3 separate regions of the Sus scrofa genome follow, and regions 1 and 3 are each linked to region 2. A link is a contact called in public HiChIP or PLAC-seq data. All regions are on one chromosome and are shown on one strand. Each heading gives the region's core, a stretch centred on a gene start, on an enhancer-like site or on the middle of the called end of the contact. The rest is flanking DNA. Distances are from core to core; before and after follow the strand shown.

What was found. HiChIP or PLAC-seq counts read pairs in DNA pulled down with a chosen protein or histone mark.
Region 1: a contact with region 2 is called in an H3K27ac HiChIP or PLAC-seq map of skeletal muscle. The contact joins two enhancer-like sites. A contact is called at or near these places in 2 of 47 Hi-C or Micro-C datasets (fibroblasts and skeletal muscle) and 2 of 2 datasets of contacts at active chromatin or transcription factors (alveolar macrophages and skeletal muscle).
Region 3: an H3K27ac HiChIP or PLAC-seq map of skeletal muscle shows a contact between it and region 2. The contact joins two enhancer-like sites. A contact is called at or near these places in 6 of 47 Hi-C or Micro-C datasets (fetal heart ventricle, heart right ventricle, psoas muscle and 2 more) and 2 of 2 datasets of contacts at active chromatin or transcription factors (alveolar macrophages and skeletal muscle).

What each region holds. Positions count from the first base shown.
Region 1 is chr13:92,549,613-92,552,312 of Sscrofa11.1, reverse strand. All of the region lies in intron 3 of MBNL1 (muscleblind-like protein 1), which reads right to left. Among named protein-coding and RNA genes, the nearest start is that of MBNL1, 59 kb to the right of the region's middle. Within about 2 kb of position 1,277, at least 18 of the 83 cell types and tissues checked have an H3K27ac peak or open chromatin away from gene starts, as enhancers often do. A contact at or near this core is called in skeletal muscle, where this site is marked.
Region 2 is chr13:92,641,211-92,643,910 of Sscrofa11.1, reverse strand. All of the region lies in intron 3 of MBNL1 (muscleblind-like protein 1), which reads right to left. Among named protein-coding and RNA genes, the nearest start is that of MBNL1, 150 kb to the right of the region's middle. Within about 2 kb of position 1,405, at least 6 of the 83 cell types and tissues checked have an H3K27ac peak or open chromatin away from gene starts, as enhancers often do. A contact at or near this core is called in alveolar macrophages and skeletal muscle, where this site is marked.
Region 3 is chr13:92,524,090-92,526,789 of Sscrofa11.1, reverse strand. The region is part of intron 3 of MBNL1 (muscleblind-like protein 1); the gene reads right to left. Among named protein-coding and RNA genes, the nearest start is that of MBNL1, 34 kb to the right of the region's middle. Within about 2 kb of position 1,404, at least 3 of the 83 cell types and tissues checked have an H3K27ac peak or open chromatin away from gene starts, as enhancers often do. A contact at or near this core is called in alveolar macrophages and skeletal muscle, where this site is marked.

The sequences.
Region 1 (2,700 bases), core at 28-2,527, 91 kb after region 2:
CTAATAGCTGATTTCTGTATTTCATATATTCTGCTAGGTCTTTAGAAGCACTTTAAACCTTTTCACTCATGCCCTTGGGTCCAAGCCACTTCGCAGTGGAATATGGCCTCTGATGTGTCTATGATAAATTTGATCAATTGGGTTATCTATATACGCAAATGTGTGTAACAGTGAAATGAGCAAGTAATTATCTTAAACTAAACTGCCTAATTATACAAGAGAACAAGGGACTAAACTTTTCAAAGTTAAATGACTTTTGCCAAGTTTTTGGAAAATAGATAGTAAACACAGAGGTTATAATCCCCCTCCCCCAGGAAAAGAAAAAGGATATTTGAAAAAGAAGAATTCAACAAACAACAGTCTATTTCTGTTGATCATAAGGTGAAAGCTTTTTTAAAAATGTAAGTAACCTGGCGTCCACTAAAATACATTCTGTAAGCTTTCTTTATATCAACTACCAAAATTTAAGTAAGAGACTATTGGTTAAGAAAATAGGTAGCTTGCCATTAACTACATTTTGATTCATCACTTCTGAAATATATGCCAATAGCAGCTTATACTGTTGACATTTTTCTTTTAAGATATTTTTGTTTTGGTATCTCTTTCATAAGCCATGAAAGAAATTTCCCCTCCAGCATTAAATAAAGCACTTTTTTAAAAGTTCAGGATTTCGGAAGTAACTAAAACAAATCGATAATTTGTAAGCCACTTGATTCTCAATATGAATATAACCTTTAGGCTGTTCTAAACTAAGACTGTAAGTGCAAAGGCAAAATTAAGTGAGAAAAATTAAAGTGTTTAAAATGTTTTTACATTTATAAACGAACACTGATTATTACAGTTTTTGCTTTCTTACTATTACTTTATTTCAAATATATTTTAATAAGTATATGTATATATATTCTCATTATCCTACATCCTCATTTTACTTAGCAACACATTTACTATGATACAGAATTCTGTTTTCGTATAGTAAATTCATCTAAATTAGTTATTTAAACTTCAAAATCACCAATATGTAACTAAAATACAATCAACTGATTTTCTTCCCATTCCCTTTAGTAATACGCCAATTGATTTCTTTTATGTAAATACTTTCTTGAACGGTTCGACTTTTGTTTTTAATGAGATAAATTCTTCTCTATATAAAAGTCTGCTATAAACCTAAGTCACCTGGGAGCCTGGCCAAAGTCTGAAACAGCACAGCTGAAGGGTACAGCCATTTCCCAGGGTCCTCTCAGAGAGTATTTGGTTTGCTTTCCTAACTTGCTAAAAATAGTAGATTACACAGGCTACCTCCATCTCAGGGCTCAAGAACTCACAAAACGCTGGACTACGGATTGTAGCCATACACAGAACACATTTTATTAAAGAAGTCAGGATATTACAAGTTTCTAAATTCCTTCCGTTTACTCTCTGAAACAATACAAATGATCTAGCGGTTACTGGCATGGAAACCTCATAATGCTCCCAAATTTCAGAACTTCAGGCATGAGTCACAGAATTACTTTAACTGTTCTAAAATATGTTTTGGATCTATTTTAGCCACAAAATTGAACACAGGAAGACTACTATCTAAAAGGTAGGATTCTAAACACTACATAAAGAATCGCATGTGTTAATTACAGATGTACACACACACATGAAAAACGAATATTTAGTTATACATCCAAAAATATTAAATTAATTCTTAACATAGTTGTTCCACTAATATTTAAGGAGCTATTGTTCTGGGTATGAAGTTCTACCAGAAATAAATTTATTTTTTCCCTTTTATTCACACCAAAATATTTTACCACATTTTAGACACTATAAAGTTCAGTTTCTCTTAGAAAGACAAAGAATAAGGACATTTGCACTGATTAGCTGGTACAATGAGTTCGTCTCTTAAGTAAATTTAAGATCCTGAAATTATTTGTTATTTAAAAAAAAGTCCTTGATGTGGCAGTTGAATCTTGTTAACCACACAGCATGTCATTAAGCAATGCTGCTGCTTTTACTCAAAGGGGGACTGTTCTATGGCCACAAGTGGTGAGCAGCAACTAAAAAAATATTTTGAGATGGAAAAATAGCAACTGAATTTTAATGTTTCACAATGTTTCCAAATGCTGTGGAGGCAGGTCTTCTGTGAAACCACTCAATGTCACAGCCAAGTTTAATGTCCTTCATTTTGCAGCTAGAGTGCACCATCAACTGTCTGTAGGATTAAAGATTGGATTTACTAGGAATTGGGTCAAAACAGGGTTACTTATGGACACAGCTGGTTACCGACAAGTGTAATTAGCCCTTTGGCCCTCATTTTATGGGTCCCAGTCTCTAATTACACCTAAATTCAGTCAGCTGGAATTTGGGAATACACATTCACAAGGTACAACCACTGTGCCCTTCATTGATGACTTTCAAAGGAAAGAAAGAAAAAGGCCCAGTGTAATTTGTAACTTTTGTTTATTGATCCTTAGAACTATGGCATTAAGGACAATATTATAAGATATCTTTGTTGTTGTTAATACCTTCTTTCGTATTTTACTTTGAAGATAATATCCTTAAGTCTTTGGTGAAAACTTTTAGCAAAGTGAGAGCACAAACTGGACCAAGAAGTAATGTACTGAAATAGTTAACTCACAAGTTAACTTACAACATTGGAGTGAGTCATGAGTTAACTTACCTGTTAACTATTTCAGGTAATTCACCCCTAAAGTA
Region 2 (2,700 bases), core at 156-2,655:
CTTCTGTTTTAATTTACTCATTGGACTTTCAGGTTAACATCAGGAACAAATGCGCAGCATCACAGAACATGAAGAAAAGAGTCATTTCTCCTCTTATTTTGCTCGGGAATTAATCTCTAGTCTCCTAAACTTAACACGAAATAAAGCAACACTAATCAATATTTAAAGCTTAATTTTCTAGATGTAAATTGCTATTTCTTCATCCAATCAACCTAAGGACAAATGCTTGGAGCTCAGGTCAACATAAGAGCAGAGAGAATTTTCTCCTACCAGTAAGAAAAAAAAGAAGCAAAAATTTACAAGTGGGTTTTCACTGAAATAGTCCCAATTTCTTAATATTATTTTACTATAGATCTAAAGTGTTTTCAAATGAAATACAATATAATAAAAATTTATATATATTTTTCCTTTTCCTTATCCCCTAAAAAGTTCATATTCACATATAAACCATGGCTTAATAATTATTGAGACTGCCAGTAAAAGAAAGGAAACAAAATTACAAACGCCCACACGCATGCACACACATGCATGCACACAATCTATTGAGTTTAAATCTGTAATTTTATGATGGTCTGAAAGGATAAAAAAGAATGTAACAGACTCTATTTCATGGCATTAAACTTTTTCTCATGCAAGTCTAATCTGATTTTAGGGAAGGGATTTCAGGTTAGACTTTTCTAGCTATTTAAAGAAGCCTCTCCAGTATTCAAATATTCTAAGCACTATTTTATAGACCATTCCTAAGTCTGATGGTGATGATTTTTAGACAAGAAAACCAATAGTGACATTTACAATATCCCAAAATATCCTCAATGCTGACGCAATATCAACGCACTCTAACTCAAACATCAGGATACTATGACTTTTTTCCCAGAGAACTTCGGAGCTTTAATTGCACAACTCCCATTAATCATCTTGAAAATGGCATAACTGAAACTCTACACATCTAGATAAGTATTATGTAACACATGAGAGTCAGGTTAGCTGCTGCTGAGGAGGTGGAGAAAGAGAAAAAGGCAACAAATCATACACACATTCTTGTTACAAAAATATCACTCCTTTCTCCAGCAGCTTTTGTCTGTGAGAGATCAGATATACATACAACTGTGACAGCAACAGTTATATCAGCATACAATTTTAGCTGATAGTCATCTGAAGAAATCTTAGCCTCCTCAGAGAGGGCCCACAAGGATCTTATATTTAGAGTTGCCTGTGATGGGATGCTGTTACGAAGCAACAGTCTCACTTTTTTCTTCTACTCATGGTCTTCTCTATCTCAGAGAATCCCACAAAAGTGTGTAGCCATCTATGAAGTGCTATAAAAGGTTTAGCTGGCACCTATTGTCTGCCACTATTCCACAGTCTTCCTAGGCTCCAAAGATGGGTCTGGCCAGCATCCCTGAGCCAAACCAAAGTCTCCATGACCTTGTGAAAGCCCAGTGACATTTGGTAGGTGCCAGCATCATTAAACAGTCCAACATTTGTTGGCTGCTTTTTTATAGCATCATAAAATTGGAAATGCCAGATCACTATGTTTCTATTATTTTTTCAATTGCTTCATTATTTTTTTGGTGCAGCAACTGTCAGACTTCTAAACTGTTTGTAGCAGAAACATTTCTGAAGTTTTAGGCATCCAAATCAGACACTCTTCAATCTTGGCTAATAATTAAAAGCCCTAACATTTACATAATAAAATTTAGAGCTCTATTTGTAGCGCATGCCTTTCAATTGAGAAATACAAAATGTTTTACAAATAATATGCAATTCATCATCATACCATTATTAGGTGGATTACAGCATGACCATCTTTATTATATCCCTAGGGCTTTCCTGAGGGTAAAAAGGAGGTACACTTCTTATGTCAAATGCACATAATTATTTCCTTGACAACCTCTTAGAAGACTCGTTTAAGCAGTTCTTTATAGAACTACTTCAGATCCTAGTGCATTGATAAAGGAAAAACTCTCCATCTTTAAATACCCCTCCAAAGGGAAGGATGAGGGGTGCTTGTCCAAGGACACATAACAAAGCCAGACCATCTAACTACAGAGATGGTGGCGCTCTTCCCCACTATGCTAGATGTATGTATTTGTACTGATGATCATGTGATCATAATTACATGTGCATGTTTTTCTAATCATTGCTCACGCTAAACATAAATGACTTTAACCAGAATAGGTCAGAATCAAATGGATGCTTTAACCCCCTTAAGTTGTGCGAAGGAAAAGATGTTTCACAGTATAGGCAACTAATTTGGAGAAGACTAATCTACCTAGTATTTCCAAAATGTAATGAAAAAAAATTAGATTCACCAATACATTTCAGTTTCTCTGTCATTCTTTTTTGTTCCCCTCAGCAGGACCTGTACTATAGGATCAATAACAGAAAATAAAATAATTGAACACCAAACAAGTGAAAATTTTGTCTCACATCATCCATTTCAACAAGAACCTAATGAAGCAAGAGGCTCTTAGAATATCTATGAATTCCACTGACCTGGCCTCTGTGATTTGGACATATCACAAATAAAGAAAAGATGATTTTATATATGGAAAAATGCATCACATACATTAAAAATAAAAAGTAAAGTGAGACAATAACATTGGGAAGATGGTAGGTTTTAAGGGGCACATCTTTTATTTAGCAATATAAAAGAAGCTAAAGGAAATCAAAGTGATAAAACATTTTGGTCAAGCCAGC
Region 3 (2,700 bases), core at 155-2,654, 120 kb after region 2:
CCCTTTATTCTAATAGGTGCTCAAAATGTTTATTACTTGATATTTAGCAGAACACAAAGAACAAACTGATTTCCCTGTGTCGCCTTATTGTTAACATAGGAAAATAACTTTTTAAGTGAAAAGACCTCAGCACATAGTAAACTTTAATCCATTATTGAGAAACAGACAATAATCTCTTCCTACATTAACTGCTCCAAAAACTGTATTTACATTTAAAATCCAGTCCTCAAAATACATTTCTCTGAGACAGTCATTTCCCTCAGGCAATTTTCAGTAAATGTGGTCTCCCAGAAAGCATTCTGCAGAATTTCATCTGAAGTACATACATTTTTTTTCAATCATCTCAAATACTGGATATTCCAAATTAATTTTTGGAAAGGTCCCGCAACACCTCAGAAAGACTCCACACCTGGATTAAAGATTTGCTTTGTATTCCCTGCTATTCACTTTCACTACACTCATCAAATGTCTCAAAGTCTTCTGGATGGGGTATTGAAGACCAACTGCCTTATCTGAATGCCACTAAGTTGACGATGCAGCTTCCCTTGAAATGTTTGAACAATGAAATTCAAATAATGGTTCAAAATAATTTGGAGTAAAGGTGTCTAGTTAAAACTGGCCCAGTAAATAGAGAAGGCAAAGAAGAGTTTCTAATTTTAATACTATTTAATCTTAGCTACTTTAAAATGAATATTTTCTAAGCACTATCTATGATTCAATAAAACAAATTTTCACTTTATCTTTATAGCCAAGACCAAAACTAGAAAAGGCAAAAAATAAATAAATAAAAATAGAAGAAGAAGAAAAAGTAGAAGAAAAAGTCTAATAGTAGAAAAAGGCATGTGCTAATTGTGGTTTTCACATAATACCAGCAGTCATTTAAACAGGCAAAATAAAACACCATTAACATTAATTTCTCTAGCTCCATATAAACATGCTACATTTAAAAACACAAACAGTGCAAATTTAAAATCATTTTCTGTGGCTGTCGATCATTTAAATAAGTGGTTAATATTTATAAATAGAAATTTTCTTGGAAATTGTCTTTATTTCATGAGAATTTCTCTATGTATATTAAATACTATCATCATTCTGACATTCTCTGCTTAAACTACCTTAAGCCATTTAATTGTAAAAAGCATATAAGGACCTTATGAAAACAGGCCTATAAGCACTCCTGGAAAGCTTTCTGTTTTATTTGAAATATAACTATCGTCACAACCCTAGGTAACTGTTAACTTAATGCAACTGCTTATTTATTCCCATATGTAAATCATTCTGTTTATAAGAGTGTCTGATTAAGGATCTTTATTTCCAGGAAAAAGAATATCATGGTTACACTGATACCTTCCCTAAAATAGCAAGGTCTAAGAAGTATAAATGTCAGCCACATTGAGCACATTGCAAACTTGTTTTATCATGTATCTATCTGCCACCTGGTTTATCACTGAGGATAGTTTACACCGGTGTTCTGCATGAACTTAACAGGGAACTAGAACTGCTTAGTTGGCAATGAGACATTTCCCAGCAAAAAACAATGTACCCCTAAAGACGAAATTACTCTTACTTTAGAATTACCAATTTGGGATAAAGAATTACATGATATTCTACAGCTCACCAGATCCAGGGCTTTCAAAGAGCCTGATACAGAAATGAACCATTTTAAGAATTTAACATGTATCTTCTACTTCATCAAGTTAAGTCCCTGATAAAATATAATGTTAAGTCTTAAGTTTTACTCTGATTTTTAAAATACAGTTCTTTTATATTAAAAGAGCTGACAAGTAGCAATATGATGAACAGAGATACCATTAACAATTAAGGAATAAGAAATTTTGAAGGAAAGGTTTTACAAATTCTTACTATATGTTTAAAATCACATTTAATACCTCCCATCACCGCTAGCATCCACATCTAAGCAGCTGCTACATCCTGTGGACTCTAAGCCTGTCACCTTTCCCCAGCACACATGCCCTTTCATTCCCATTCACTATCCTTTTAGTCCCTCATTTCTATCCTACAATCTCTACTTCTCTCTAGGTATGTCTTATTCTTCCTCTGAAAAATGTCACTAAAACACAACTCCTATATGGTTACTTGCCTGGCAAAATGTCTGCTTATGTTCCCAGCGGAGGGCACCTTATTACCCTCTGTGCCCTCCAAAGTGAAGTCTCAGTCTCCCTTTCCCACCTGAGTCCTCATTTCTTCTACCAAGCGCCTCTCCCCTGGCCTTTTCTATCTTCCTTCTAGCCATTCTTCTAGAGTCTCCTCAAATGCTATAAAAAAGTGTTACTCTTCTGGATTATTCCAAATGTTTATGGTCTCAATCTATGAGTTCCCAACACAAGAATTTTTTAAATCTCATTTTTATTTTCTCACATACAAGCATGGGTTCTAGAACTGGACTACCTTGGTTCAACACATTATGCCACTTACTCGTTAAGAAATTGTGGGTAATTAACTTCTCTGTGCCTCAGTTTCCCCATCCATGAAACCGAAATCTTAAGAGTACCCATTTCATATTCTGAGGAATATGTAAAATAATTCATAAACCTTACCCTGGCACAAAGAAAGTAGTCCAAGATGTTAGTCATCACTGTTAAAGCTATTATGCTCATCACTATTCTTTGTATATGATTGTAAGCATGACAAAAAATTGGTTAAAATATGGACATTGGAGTAAGGAAAAATATAAGTTTC